Linked DNA regions of Sus scrofa: regions 1, 2, 3 and 5 are each linked to region 4. Evidence: chromatin contacts called from public Hi-C, HiChIP or PLAC-seq and promoter capture Hi-C data. All regions are on one chromosome and are shown on one strand. Each heading gives the region's core, a stretch centred on a gene start, on an enhancer-like site or on the middle of the called end of the contact. The rest is flanking DNA. Distances are from core to core; before and after follow the strand shown. Region 1 overlaps LOC102166063 (a long non-coding RNA gene). Region 2 holds the start of ATMIN (ATM interactor). Region 3 holds the start of CMC2 (COX assembly mitochondrial protein 2 homolog). Region 4 holds the start of DYNLRB2 (dynein light chain roadblock-type 2). Region 5 holds the start of C6H16orf46.

Region 1 (2,700 bases), core at 17-2,516, 370 kb before region 4:
TGCCACAGACAAAGTGCGTCATAGGGGCTTCAAACAACAGCAATTTATGTCCTTAGCTTTGGAGGCCAGAATTCCAAAATCAGTTCCATCGGGTCCTAGTCATGGTGTCAGCAGGACTCGTTTGTGCTGGGAGCTCTAGGGGAAAATCAGTGTCTGGTGGCTGCTGACATTCCTTGGCTAGGGCTGTGTCACCGTCCCTGCCCCCGTGGCCATAGGTCCTTATCTTCTGTGTTTGATCGCCCTTTGCCGGACACTTGTGATGGCATTTAGGGCCCATAGATGATCCAGGATAATCTCCCTATCTCAAGATTTTAAATTTAATCACATCTACAAAGACCCCTTTTAGCATATAAGGTCACAGTCACTGGTTCCAGGTGTTAGGACCTGATGTCTTTGGGGCTCATGATTCGGCCTCATACACGTAGTGATATTGAGGGATGGTGGGTTTGCTTCACATCCGATACTGTGGCGTGAAATTGGATGGGTGAAAATTGCAGGCTGCACACAGGCTCTCCTGGGGAGGATTTTCCCACTGTTCTGAATGGGGACCGAGTTGGGTTTTTTTATTTTTAAATTCCCCTTCCCTGTTCCCTCGTTGATTTGTTTATGCCAGAGCATCTTTACTAAAAGACTGATGAACTCATGAACATGCCCCAATTCACATTCTCCTGGTAGGGAATTAATCCCCCGATCCCCAGCCATCTCCGAAATGTGTGGAAGGGGCTTTGGTTGCGATTTGAGTCAAGAAGACCCCAAACTGTATTGCCTGGGAGTGAGAGGAGAGAGCATTTGCTGCATCAGCTGGTAAGTGATTATTTTCTAGTGGCGGACTCCTAAATTTGAAACGATAAAAGATTGGCCCTGACACAGTCCAGGAACAGCTTGTAACTGATCTGGAACGTCATGTTTTACTGTTCCTTCATCAAACTGGAGAGCAGTGGTTGCGGAAGTGGGTTCTGTAAATATTGCTTGGAAGCTTTCATGTTTCCACAGAAAACAGATGCCAAGTGTTTTCATCATTATCGATGTTTGAAGTTACTGGATTAAGCACTCGTCTACTCCCTGGAACAGCCAAATGTCAGCAGTGGCCTTGGGTGGGGAGGAGATGGAGGGTGGGGGAAGTAAAGAGAATTTGTATAAGTTTGCGGAGTAAGTTAGCTGGAGGGCCTTCGTTTTCTGCAAGTGAGGCCTAAAAGTGAAGTATTTATCATCTCAGAGATAGAGAAACAGAATCATCATTAACATGAGTCACAATGCTGTGTTGTTCAACAGGGAACAAGATGACTTAGGGGCAGAATAAAACGACTTCATTTGTGTCTCTTAGGAACACAGCGTTCCGTGGTCTGCTGGTCTGCATAAGCCCTTGGGTAAAAGAATGGCCACGTGTCTGTTCTGTTCCCCAAGGTGATCGGCGGCTTTGTTACTGCCGTCCCTCTGGGGTTGCCTTTCAGATAATTAACTGATGATGGCGATGGTGTGTTTCTTCAGGTCCAGGCACTGTGCTTTACTTGTGCGATCGTCTAATCCTCACATTGTCCTCTAGGGTAAGTGTCATTGTCCCTGTTTTATAGATGAGGAAGACAAGGCTGGAGAGGTTTGGCGACTGCCAGCTCGCTACTAGGTGTCCCAGCCGAGGTCTGACCCTTTGGCTTCTGATCCAGAGCCCGGCTCTTTGTCCCTCGCTCTCTCCTCTCTCATTAGATGAGCTTGGGAATTCCCTTCACTCTCGCTCAAAAGCCCACGTAATTCCTTTGGCAAAGTTTGCCCCGCCGGGTTCATTCATGGCCATTGTTAGGCAGGTGAGGGTGCCTGTAAGGTTTTAGCTGCTTTGTGAAGTCTGAGATACAGATATGTTTCCCCTGCCCCCTCCGGCAGGAAGGATAATTTCCCCTCAGATTCCTATCTTTTTCTGACCGAGGAGTTAACACCCTGGTTTTCAAGGTGTGCTTGTAGTGGGCCCTTGAGTTCTGCAGGCTGGGGCGGTAGAATACCACGTTCACACATGCCTTCGTTCCCTTAGCAGGTGTTTGCGGAGCTCCCATCCAGGCCAGGTGTTGGGGACACACTTGTCCTCAGCCTCCTGGAGCCCGCAGAGTTTTTTAACAAGGGAGCGATGGGCATGTTAGGCCGGACAGTTCCTCCCTGTGTGGGCCTGTCCGGCTCATGCTGGGTCTCACTCCTCCCTGCCCCTGACCCATTCAATTCCCAAGCAGGGAAAAAGCGAAAAATGCCCGCACACACTTTCATAGGCCTCCAGAGGGCGCCCCTGCCCCCTGAATTTGTTAGAAACAGAAAAGTTTGGATGCACGACTTGGGTGTGGTGCACACTTGTCTTTTTCTAGGAATTTGGCCCATTTTAAGTGAGGACAATAGAAGGAGGAATTTAAAAAGCAGAAGGACCACCAAATTCCTTTATCAGAGTCCTGAACTGAGAAGTTGAGGTTTGGGATGCTGCCTGCTGGGCGGGACCAGGAAGACTGCCTTCCTCCTCATCCTCGGACCCCCCCCCCACCCCCGCTTCCCTGCCCCCATCTTGATCAGAGGGTAAATCAGATGAACCTGAACGACTGAGCCTGAGCCAGAGGCTGAGGGAGACCCTGGCCAGGAGGCGTGGAGAGGGGCTAGTGACCCAAAGCTCCGTGGGGGAAGGGCAGGGGACAAGGACTCCTGGATGAGGCTGATCTTGAGGAGACTGATCGG
Region 2 (2,700 bases), core at 47-2,546, 440 kb before region 4:
CAGAGAGAACACACAACAGGCTAGGTCATTTGAGCTTACTCCCGAATCGATTCCGACCGCCCAAAGCCACAGAGTCACAAGACTGCTTTCAGTGACACGCTTTGGAAGTGTCACTGTCGGCAGAGGAAGACTTCAAGAAGTGGTGGAAGGCAGCTTCCTGCTGAAATGACGGGGAAATTACGATTTAATGGGTGGGGCTGGATATCTGGATTTTTAATAAGCTTTCTACAGATGAGCACTAAAGGCTGAAAATCAGCGCCCTAACCGACGTAAGGCGGAAGGGCTGTCCGGACTACTGTCCTGTTATTCTATACCGTGGCCCCTCTTACAGCAGATCCGCGGGAGAAGTTTCCCTTAGGTCTCATGCCTGAGCAAAGCCGATTTCACCGACGCTGTCAAGCCTGGGACGCCCGAGCTGAGGGCCAAATCTGCAGCTCCCTGCCAACAACCGGGCAGGACCTAGAGGCCTGAAGGAGGTGTTGTGGGTGTGGTGGAGAGAGCACCGCCTTCGGAAGCCGAGCCCAGGTTTAAACCCCAGCCCTACGCAGGCTGCGTCATCGGTTTCCCATCAATAGGATGGAGGAGCTGCGGGGGCTCACGAGACGGACGTGGGAAAGACCCGGGCCGCCAGGTGCGAGGCCGGGGGTCCCGCCGGTCCGAGCCTGGCAGCCCAGAGCCATGACACAGGGTTTTCCCGGCGCTGCGCCTCCCTGCGTTCTAGCTCCCACTCTCCCTGCCGGGCTCCCTCACCAGTCTGGCCCGTTTTAGGGTCTCGAAGCGCCTTCCGCCGCGGCCGGACCCCCGGCGCGTTCCCGTCCGCGTCCCGCGCCCGCCCTGGGAGTCGGACCCGCGCCCTCGGCCCCGAGCGCCCGAGGCAGGCGCTTGGTCGCGCCAGGCCCCGGGGGGCGCCGTGCGCGGCGGGCTCACCTGCAGGCGGTGGCTCTTGACCAGGTGCATGTTGAGTGCGGGGCTGTTGGGCAGGATCTTACCGCAGCCGCGCACCGTGCACAGGATGTTGGTCCGCACGGCCCGGGACAGCTCGCTCACCGACGGCTGGATGAGCTCCCGCGCCGGCGGCGCCGGACCGGCGGACTGTTGCCTCGCCCCCGCGGGTCGCGGCCGGCTGCCCCTCAGCCGCCCGGGGGGTCCCCATGGGCCCGAGGCGGCGGCGGCTCCCCTTGCGGCCGTCGGGCCGGCCGGGGCGCCCGAGGCCAGAGCCGCGGGCCCGGCCGCCGCCGCCGCCTCAGAGGCCGCCATGGCTCCCGCTCGGCAGCCGTGCCGAGCCTGCAGGCCCCGCCTCCTGCTGCAGCGACTTCCGGTAGGGGGCGGGGCCCCAGGCTTATTAGCATCCGGCGGGTACCGGCGGCCGCGGCGCCCCCTCCTGGGGGCGGAGTGCGTGCTTGCGGGAGTCACTGCCAGGTAAGGTGGTCCGGTTGAAAAACCTCCTAGGGGTTCCTGCAAAGAGGTAGAGGGTTTTCTTTCCGTCTTTCTAGAAACATGACCTCGGTCAATAACTGGATAGAATAAAAAGCATTGCGAAGTTCTCCTTGTGGCGCAGCGGGGACGAATCCGACTAGGAAACATGAGGTTGCTGGTTCGATCCCTGGCCTAGCTCAGTGGGTTAAGGATCTGGCGTTGCTCCGAATTGCGGTGTAGGTAGCAGATGCAGCTCGGATCTGGCGTTGCTGTGGTGTATGCAGCAGCTGTAGCTCCGCTTGGACCCTAGCCTGGGAATCTCCATATGCCTAAGGGGGAGAAAAACAGCATTTCCTTTTCAGGATCTTCCCAAAAATTAGAAATAACCCAAATATTCAAAGGCAGGAGACACAAGCGTATGTTAACTACGCTCTGGTTTTACCAGAACTGGGGAATGCACTTTTCATTGACTATCTGATTTTGCCTTTAAAACAGCCACAGCAGGTGTTTTCTTCCATTTGCAGAGTAACTAGCCCGAGGTCACATTAAACAAAGGAAAGGATTGTTATAATTGACAGTTAATCATTTTAACCGCTGAAATTTGATTACTGTTTGGGAGACCATAGCTCAAGACAGGGTTCCAAAACCTAAGTAGGAAGCATGACTAGGTAGGGTAGGAAGCCAGGTGTAGCCAAAAGGGGGGGGGGGGAGGTGTGCAGTAAAATGGGATACAGCCTTTCTTTATTATTTTTAAATTTTTATGGTCATGCCTGAGGCATGTGGAAGTTCCCAGGCCAGGGATCGAACTCACACCACAGCAGTGATCCAAGCTGCAGCAGTGACAATGCCAGATCCTTAATCTGCAGAGGCACCAGGGAACTCTACATCCATTGTTTAGAGATGGCAACTGTGGAGTTCCTTGGTGGCACAGCACAGTAAGGATACAGCATTGTCACTTCAGTGGCTCAGGTTGCTACTGTGGTGCAGGTTTGATTTCTGGCCTGGGAACTTCCAGTTGCTGAGGGCCCAGCCAAAACAAACAAAAACAAAACAAAACAAAGAGGTGGCATCACTGGACTAATTTTGCAAGATTTCATGTGAAAGCATCCAAATTTTATATATTAGCAGCCCTATTTGCTTTCTATTGCTGCAATAACAAATTACCACAAACTTGGCTTAAAACGACGTAGATTTTGCTACCTTACCATTCTGGAGGTCAGAAGTCTGAAATGAGTCTACTGCTGAAGATCGAGGTGTTGGCCTGGCTGCATTTCTTCTGGAGGC
Region 3 (2,700 bases), core at 8-2,507, 410 kb before region 4:
GCGTAGGCCAGTGGCTACAGCTCCGATTCAACCCCTAGCCTGGGAATCTCCATATGCCGCGGGAGCGGCCCAAGAAATAGCAGCAACAACAACAGACAAAAGACAAAAAAAAAAAAAAAAAAAAAAAAAAGAAATTACCTGAAGTTATCTTGCTTACTAATTACTTTATGGCATTACAATATTCGATTAAGCTCCACCAGGGCAGGAACTATGTCTTATTCATTGCTGCATTCCTAAAATCTCGAACAGGGTCGGTCTAGGCAGCCCGAGAACTGTCTAGTGGAAATAACTGAGAAATACCAGCAGCAGTACCTGACGAGGTAAACAACCTGAGAAGAATTAGGGTCCAACGGTCAGTCAAAGTAACAAACCTTCGTTCCATCAAAAACACTGGAGGTGTGGGTGGTTGTTAAAACACAGATTTCTGGGCCCCAACGATTTAAACTGGGGGGTGGAGTGGACCGAGAAGGGCTTGAGATTTTGCATTTTTAGAATAGGAGTCTTAGTTCTGGCTAAAGCTGGGGAATGCCATTCTAAAGAATTCTGGTAGAATGCACTCGATCTTATCAGTAAAGTTTGAAAGCCCTTGAATAAACTTCGGATTCTGATACCTAATTTCTTTGTATTTCCTAGCACTTAACACAACGCCTGGCAAATAGCAGGTGTTTGAAATACAGCAGTTGAATGAACACATGACAAAAAAGATCTGCTTTACATAACTTTCCTGTAAATCTACGGAGCCGAAAGGCTGCCATAAGGACCAGAAGGAGTAATGCGAGAGGCTACAAAGACTAAAAAGGATAGACGCTACGGTTAACCAAAACCTAAACATCCGACTCTGGGGAAAGGAGCAACCCAAGGTTGGGATAGTTCACCCCGTGACAGCTCGGGGCGGAGCCAGCAGGACGCAGGCCTACGTTAGGCCCCGCCCCACCACGGGCGGACGTGACGTCACCGCCCAGCATCACCGCCCTCCTCGTCTCGGCCTCAACCGTAGTCCCCAGCCCCCTGCCCAAGACCAAGACCCACTCCACGACGTGGGGCAGTTGAGAAAGAGTCGCCTCAGAGGCGTGGGATGTGGCTTCTCCAGGGCTCCTGCCACACTCGGGGGGCCCGATCCCGTGCCACCAGCGGCTGTCTTACCGTTCCACATCGCAAGCCGGCTCTCTCCTCATCTATTCCCGCCTGCTGCACCTTCAAAGCTACCAATTGCAGTTCCCGCCGCCCTCGAGCCCCGCCCACTGGAGCTCAAACTTTGGACCGTACCCTCGGCACAGGGGACCGCGTGGGGGAGCGACCGGCGTGAAACTCGCTCGGCTTCCGCCTTACTCTTGTTTTCGAAAATACTGTCTGAATGCAGTAACTCTTAGCCATGAAATATGGCTTGTCAGTTTGGCCTCAGTGTACGCCCTGCCGGCCCTCCGTGGACTCGCTCTCCCTCCCCCCACAGCACCTGAAAATGGGCCCGTCCAAGCCGGGCGGCACATGCGCCTCAGGCGGCGAGAGGCGGGGGCCGGCCCGGCAGGGTCAGCTGTGTAGGGCGCCCGGCCGCCGCCACCAGGACCTGTACCGGCGCCGAGGCCGCGGGCCTTTGAGTGCAGCGTCTACGCTGGTGAATACCGCTTCCGCTCTCCGCGTGTGGCTGCGAGTCGGGTGAGTCTCCGGAGCGCTTTCTTCCGGGCCGCGGTGCCATTGGAGGCCGCTGGACACCCACCTGTCCCCGCCCAAGGTCCTTCCCTCGTGCGCCCCGCTGCGTCCCGTCCTGCCGAGACTTCTTGCCCCCTCGGAGGTTGGGGCCGCCGCTCTGGGGATTGCCTGAGCCCCGAACCCTCCAGCATTCGCCGAGGACGCGCTGGTAGTTGAGAGTAGGCTTTGGTGTAGACCTTTCCTCTGCTGGAGTAGGCCCCGCTGCTCTCTAGCCTCTGACCTTGGGCGAGCTGCTCCTAACCCTGGGCCTCAGCTTCCTCGCCTGTGAAATGGGTGTAACACATCGCGTTGGTTGTGAGAAGGGATGCCCTTAACGCTGTGTTTGCCACGGTGAGCGCTCGCTACCTTGTGTGCTTATTGCTGTTACTGAATAGCTGGGAGTAGAGAAATTGCCTGCAGAAGGTGGGATCCTGTTAGGGCGCTTCTCAGCTGCGGCGAAAGTTGCCACCAACTCGCGGCGTGAGAATCCAGATTGCCAATATCCCCAGCAGTACACTTTTCAAGGAAAGTGACGTTCAAATCCCTTTTCTTGGGTGTGAAGATTACCTTGCTTGTCGTTTCACAATGAGTGCTTTATGAAGAGTCTTAAATAAATCCGAGTTCTGGAAATCCTTCGTTTGAAGATTTAAATATGTAAAAGAACTTTTAGCTGGCAAAGGAATTTTGTTGTGACAGCCCTTGAATCTCTCCTATACATAAAAGCTTCTGGGCTTGTTTGGTGGGTTTAAAATGAGCCTCATTTCCATTCTTTTTTGTTTGTTTTTCTTAAAAACTATGTTGCCCTCTGAACCAGTTCTCAAAGCTGTGATAATCCTGCGTTCAACATTGGGCAAACATGTATTAGGCATTGACTGTGTGCCTTTAAGGAGAATATTCCCTTCCTCACTAGCCAGTATGGTCTTTGAGGTATATGAACTACTTTTTTTTTTTTTCCTGAAACTCACTTGATTTGACGGAGTGCTCAGCACCAAATAAGTGCTGATAAATATTAGT
Region 4 (2,700 bases), core at 32-2,531:
TTTTTGGTATTTGCAGCTAATGTTTGTATCTCACGTTGGAAAGCATTGCACTAAAGCATAATAGCGGTACAGGAGAGCACTAACAGTACATTTTTGCCATTTTGTCTATAAGACAACGCCACAGATCCTTTCAGCCACAGCCCTCGTTTTTCTTTTTCTGTTTCACTTCTAACCGAACAATTTTCTCTGCTCTTCCTGGCATTTCACTCTTTTCCCATGTGTTTTCTTCTTTCGTGATTTCTGAGACCTCTTAATACAATCGCCTAATCCCCATGGCCAATCTTCTTTTCATTCCTTTCTTAAAAAACCAACAACTTTTTGCTTTCACTTTGCTCTTTTTCAAACTTTCCTCAGTCGCCACTATCCTTTTCTTATCCTCCTCCCCTTTCTTTTTTTTTTTTTTTTTTTTTTTTTTGCTTTTTAGGGCGCCATCCGTGACATATGGTGGTTCGAATCAGAGCTACAGCTGCTGGTCTGCACCACAGCCACAGCAACGCTAGATCCGAGCGGCGTCTGCGACCTACACCGCAGCTCACTGCAATGCCGGATCCGTAATCCACTGAGCGAGGCCAGGGATGGAACCTGCGTTCTCATGGATTCTAGTCGGGTTTGTTAACCAGTGAGCCACAAAGGGAACTCCTCCTTTCCCCCCCCCCCCCCCCCCTCAATGTTTCCTCCTTCTCCCTTCTCTCCATTCCCTTGCGTTCCCAGTCCCATCTCTTTCTTTCCTCTCAGGGAGATTTTTCTCCTCTCTTTGGCGCCCCTCCCCTTTTCGAAATTTCCTCGCTCTTAACGAGATTTCCCATCCCCCTCAGGATCTTTCATCCCCTCCGTATCTCTCTTCCTCTTTACGATATTCTCCCTCCCCAATTACTACCGCAAGAACCACCCCCCCACCTTAGATATATATGCCCCAAGACAGCTTTCCCATCTAGATATATTCTTCCCCCTCTTCCATGGTAGCTTTTAGTCCCTCCAGGGTCTCCGCGTCGCCCCTCCAAGAAGCTTGCGGAACACCCAGCCCACCGCTGTGCCGGGACCCGCCGGGCCCCGGGACCCGCCGGGCCGGGATCGGTCCCGGGAGCCGGGCAGCGAAACCCCTCGCCCTTAGAGCGGCGGGTCGGGGACGGAGACCCCGGATTTACCATCGCTCGGGCGGCGAAACTCTGGGCTCAATCTAGCGCTACGGCAGCGAGGATGTCAACAACGCTTCCAAGTCGTTGCTAGGAGACCGGGGAGGAAGTGACCTTCCGGAAGTGTTGGTGCCGCGCCTGCGTGTTTGCGGGTCGGGCAGCCGCCAGGCAGGTTCTTCCGCCCCGAGCTGGCCTGGCGCCTCCCGGCCGCCATAAGCGGAGGCTGGGGAGCGTGGCCCCGAGTGCTCACCTGGGGTCGAGGAGTACCGAGGGGCTTAGGCCGGGCTCCGGGTCATTCGTTCGTCCTCTCATTCATTCATTCCTTGAGGTACGCATTCGTGTAACAGGCACTTCTTCATCCAAGAACGATTTATTGACCACCTACCACGTCCCGGGCTCTCCTCTGGGTCTGGGGTCCATTCTAGCGCGGGAGACAGCCGAATGCGACAAAACGAAGCAATACCGTCTAAGTGTGATACGTGCTCTGGACCAAATAAGCCGGGGTGGGTCCGTCTGACTCCGAGGTGACATTTGGTACTAGACTCCGATGCCTGTGACACTCGGAGAACTGTCGCGCTGCCTCGTGCGGCGCTGATAGGTTTGTTCCCCGCCCCCAAGGACAGTTGTTTTTAATTAAAGCAGAACTATATCGCAGCATCGAAAAGTAGTAGCTTATGTATTTTCATTAATTTACATCTCCCCACCCCCAAAGCAGTAGGTGAAGCGCCATCTTACGGCTTATATTCTCCGTACTTCTAGCACCCCCAAGCTGCCCTTCACTCAGTGGGAAGAGTTGCTCCATACTGGTAATTTTGTTTAGTGTATTAGGATCTTTATTTTTGTTTTTACAGAATTATTTGCCCACATTTCTGAGTTGCTGTAAAACTGTAAATGCTAGTGTCGGAGGTTCTACCGAGGGCCATAGAAAAGCAGCTCGCTGGGTTTTTAAGGAACTGGTGGGGAAACAAGTTAGAGCAGTTAGGGATGGTCAGAAGTCACCTGCTCGTTTGAAGGGCATTGTGTATCTTTGTAGCCTGGGAGGAAGAGCACAGCTATGTGTGAGGCACAGAAGGAAAGTTTTGTGTCGTGTTTTCATGTGGTCCTAGGGTTTGAAGAGGGCTTTGATTACTAAACTGAGTACTAAATACAAGTGGTGAGTTGCAGATGCATCTTCATAGGGACCATGCTATAATGATCCCTGTAATACTGATCTGGTTTGTGCTTCCATTTCCAGTAAGTTGTCTCACCACAAACAAGACAGGCAATAGGTAGGAGCATCAACTAGAATTTCTATAGGTTCTTGTCAGGGATTCCCCAGGAATGGTTTTGAACTGGGAGGGTTTGGACTAGATGATCCGTTTCAGTTTGGTCTTGTCAGTTTAGGATTTTTACATTATGTACAGAAACACTCTTGAGAAGCTCTAGTTCTGCTTCAATTCCCCCCCCCCTTTGGTAGAGAAAGGGATCCTGGTCACTGTCATTTCCCCCCCTTTTTGTCTTCAAGAAACGAGACTTCTCAAAAAAAACCAAGTCACGATAGCTAACTCAGGTCCTTTGTCACTCGGCA
Region 5 (2,700 bases), core at 146-2,645, 470 kb before region 4:
TGAGGTATGCGGTTTTGTACTGTTCTTTTGAGAAGTATTTGGGCATGCCATTAATTCTAAGTTGCGAAATACAAAAGATCCAGAAATGTGTGTGTTAGATAAAGAACACCTTAAAAAGTAGAAAAGCACTTCTGACCTCTCAGAATAACGTAATTTATACGTCATAAAATATGGCCTTTCCAAAGACTTGATAGGCTTTCTAATTAGTATTGTTCCTTCTGTAGGAAAAAAACCGTAGTACACACCCATCTTCCCAAACGGCTTTTAATCACCGTGGTATAAGAGGCTTATATTCTAATATTTTTCTCCAGCAGAAATAGTCACACTTTAAGAACTATTAAGCAGAGGGGCTTTGGAATCAGACCGAAGTTGGGTTCTACCACTAATGCCTGACTGGGCACAGGAGTCCACCCCTGGCTGCATCTCGGGATGCTCGAAAGTGGGTGGCTTTTCATTGTCTTCAACCAGCGCTTTAACGACGTGGAGCTACTTTTCCACATTTGTATAAAAGATGCCAATGGTCCCCCTCACAGGCCACACGACAGCGGATTCGAACCAGTCCCGCCCAGCCAAGTGAGCGGCATAAATTCCCACTGTGAAGTTTCTGACTTGCACTACCCTGCCACAGTCCCTACGGAGGCGGGGCGACTCGGGGACAGCTGGCAAAGTCTGGGGACGGTTTTGGTCGTCAGGCACCTAGCGGGTAAAAACCAGGAAAGCTGCTAGCCACGCCCCCGAGACCCAACCCGCGCCAAGGGGAGCGCTGCGCGGGGAGAGAGGTCCTAGATCTCTGAGAGGAAGCTGGTCCCAAAGCCTTCGCTTTCTAACTCCAAGGGCCGACGGGCACCCAGTCCCTCGGTCGCTTTTCCTGAACGGCGCTTAGGGCTACACTGGTACCTCGCGAAGCGCCCGCCGCTCCTCACGCGCTGGTGGAAAGTTCGCAGCCGCGCAGCCTGCTGGGAGCACGAGACCGCCGCGGTCAGTGAGCGTCGCCTACTGCGCTCAGCTTGGTAGCGCGAGGCGGGTGTACGTCACTTCCGCCGCGGACCCGCCCACCACCCCGCCCCCAGCGCGTCCGTAACCCAGGGCAACTGTCTTGGTCGCCCGCCGGCGGGGACTAAGCTGCCCGGGGGCCTTCCACCCAGCTGGCTCCACTGGAGGGTGTGAGCGGCCGCGGCCGCTTCCCCGCCTCCGGGCAAGGCCCCTGACCTCTCCACGGGGCGGCAGAGCGAGACGTCCTGCCCAGTTCGGAAGGAAGCCGCCCTCTCAGGCGAGGAGGCAAAAGGGAGAGGTAGCGCGGGCCTGGGCTGAACTAAGAGTAGGCAGGGTTTGAGGAGGAGGGCGCGGCATGGGTGGGGCAGTGGGAGGAGCCGTTGACAGGGCGGAGCCCTGGGAGGGAGGAGCCAATGGAGGAAGGGGGCTTGGTGGAGCAAGTAGGGCCGCTTTGCAGGAGGGCACAGCTGTTGAAATACGGGAAGACGTCTTTTTCGGTGAGGTAGGGCCCGGGGGAAAAAGGGGAGGAGCTAAATGAGAAAAAAGAAAGATCGTGGAAGGGGAGGAGCCTGCGGGGAGGGGGTGGGGCTACTAAAGGGAAGTGGAGCCGTCTGTGAAGTGCTTGGGCTTTAGGAGCGACAGGTGTGGTGTGTGTTTGACGGCTTAAATTTTCTTGTACATTGTTTGCTGTGTGAGAGCTGGGAGGCCAGGCCTTGCTTTATTTACCATTTTACTGCCAATGTTACGCATATAACAGGCACCTAGTGAGTAATGAGTAATAAATGTGAGTGGAAAAAAAAAGAGTCGAAAACTGAGATTGGAGTAGAAATGCTCTACTCCATAGGGAGGAATGGGTGTAGAAACCGCGCTCCTAGAAATCATTCTATGAATAATCAAAGCTGCTGTGCTCTGTGGGCATATAAGAAGCGTAAAGATAATTAATATGGGGAGATAAAATTTACACTCTTGAAAATGCAAACAAATTGTTCCAATTGGGTGGTGCATATGCTCAGCTTTAAGGCAGAGTTTCAGTTGCCCGCCAAGTTGTGGTCTCAGACTGAATTAGATTGGAATCCCGGTATCATTTTCCGTCGAAACTAGGAACAGCTATTTTCCTTTGGAAACAGTGATCAGCCTGCCCAGGACAATCTTCAAGACCTATTTAACCAGTTCATATGCTTGAAGCTTAAGTCTTTAGTAAGAAACTTAACTTCCGTCAGTGCTAACAGTGTTTGTATTCTTTGATTTTTTTCATTCAACACATATTGATAAGGATCCACAGGAATATCCATTTATAATTTTAAATGAGGCTGCGTGTTTCCCTGGCTGATATTCTGACATAGATTCAAGATCCTTTTAAACCTAAATTGGGTGTAGGAGCTTGCTGTAGAGCCCGGGAGTGGTAAGGAGTTTTGAGGGAATGCTGCCTGCCTTTGACAGAAACAACTCGCTTTTGTCTTACACACTCTGCACTTTTCACATTTTCTAGCCTATCCCCTCTCATCATTTACTGATTAAGGGAGTTCTCTTATGGCACAACGGGTTAAGGATCTGGCGCCTCTGCAGCGGTTTGGTTGCTATGGTGTGGGTCATATCCCTGGCCCAGGAACTTACACATGCCACAAGAGTGGCCAAGAAAAAAATTTAATTAAGAATATGTCAACCAGAGAAACTGGTACAACATTGTAAGTCAACTATACTTTAAAA

What was found. Promoter capture Hi-C pulls out the DNA fragments that hold promoters and counts their contacts. Hi-C and Micro-C count contacts between places; a contact is called where the count stands out from the background. HiChIP or PLAC-seq counts read pairs in DNA pulled down with a chosen protein or histone mark.
Region 1: a Hi-C map of liver shows a contact between it and region 4, with 5 times the contacts expected there. The contact joins the enhancer-like site here to the promoter of DYNLRB2 in region 4. A contact is called at or near these places in 18 of 47 Hi-C or Micro-C datasets (alveolar macrophages, brain, embryonic fibroblasts and 11 more) and 2 of 2 datasets of contacts at active chromatin or transcription factors (alveolar macrophages and skeletal muscle).
Region 2: a contact with region 4 is called in a promoter capture Hi-C map of liver, with 3 times the contacts expected there. The contact joins the promoter of ATMIN here to the promoter of DYNLRB2 in region 4. A contact is called at or near these places in 1 of 5 promoter capture datasets (liver), 1 of 47 Hi-C or Micro-C datasets (heart right ventricle) and 1 of 2 datasets of contacts at active chromatin or transcription factors (alveolar macrophages).
Region 3: a contact with region 4 is called in an H3K27ac HiChIP or PLAC-seq map of alveolar macrophages. The contact joins the promoter of CMC2 here to the promoter of DYNLRB2 in region 4. A contact is called at or near these places in 2 of 2 datasets of contacts at active chromatin or transcription factors (alveolar macrophages and skeletal muscle).
Region 5: a Hi-C map of embryonic fibroblasts shows a contact between it and region 4, with 2.8 times the contacts expected there. The contact joins the promoter of C6H16orf46 here to the promoter of DYNLRB2 in region 4. A contact is called at or near these places in 1 of 5 promoter capture datasets (liver), 3 of 47 Hi-C or Micro-C datasets (embryonic fibroblasts, heart right ventricle and mesenteric adipose tissue) and 1 of 2 datasets of contacts at active chromatin or transcription factors (alveolar macrophages).

Annotation. Positions count from the first base shown.
Region 1 is chr6:7,290,670-7,293,369 of Sscrofa11.1, forward strand. LOC102166063 (a long non-coding RNA gene) reads right to left here. Exons shown (of 2, transcript XR_300284.3): 2 at 1-2,700. Among named protein-coding and RNA genes, the nearest start is that of CMC2, 37 kb to the left of the region's middle. Within about 2 kb of position 1,267, at least 3 of the 83 cell types and tissues checked have an H3K27ac peak or open chromatin away from gene starts, as enhancers often do. A contact at or near this core is called in liver, where this site is marked.
Region 2 is chr6:7,221,899-7,224,598 of Sscrofa11.1, forward strand. It overlaps ATMIN (ATM interactor), which reads right to left and starts at 1,297. Exons shown (of 4, transcript XM_021097045.1): 1 at 928-1,297. The coding sequence starts at 1,257.
Region 3 is chr6:7,253,680-7,256,379 of Sscrofa11.1, forward strand. CMC2 (COX assembly mitochondrial protein 2 homolog) reads left to right here and starts at 1,258. Exons shown (of 2, transcript XM_021097072.1): 1 at 1,258-1,653. The coding sequence starts at 1,373. It overlaps CENPN (centromere protein N), which reads right to left and starts at 1,248. Exons shown (of 11, transcript XM_021097067.1): 1 at 1,144-1,248.
Region 4 is chr6:7,660,099-7,662,798 of Sscrofa11.1, forward strand. It overlaps DYNLRB2 (dynein light chain roadblock-type 2), which reads right to left and starts at 1,282. Exons shown (of 4, transcript XM_021097077.1): 1 at 1,146-1,282. The coding sequence starts at 1,148. The region is part of intron 8 of CDYL2 (chromodomain Y-like protein 2); the gene reads left to right.
Region 5 is chr6:7,188,114-7,190,813 of Sscrofa11.1, forward strand. It overlaps C6H16orf46, which reads left to right and starts at 1,396. Exons shown (of 4, transcript XM_021097049.1): 1 at 1,396-1,495.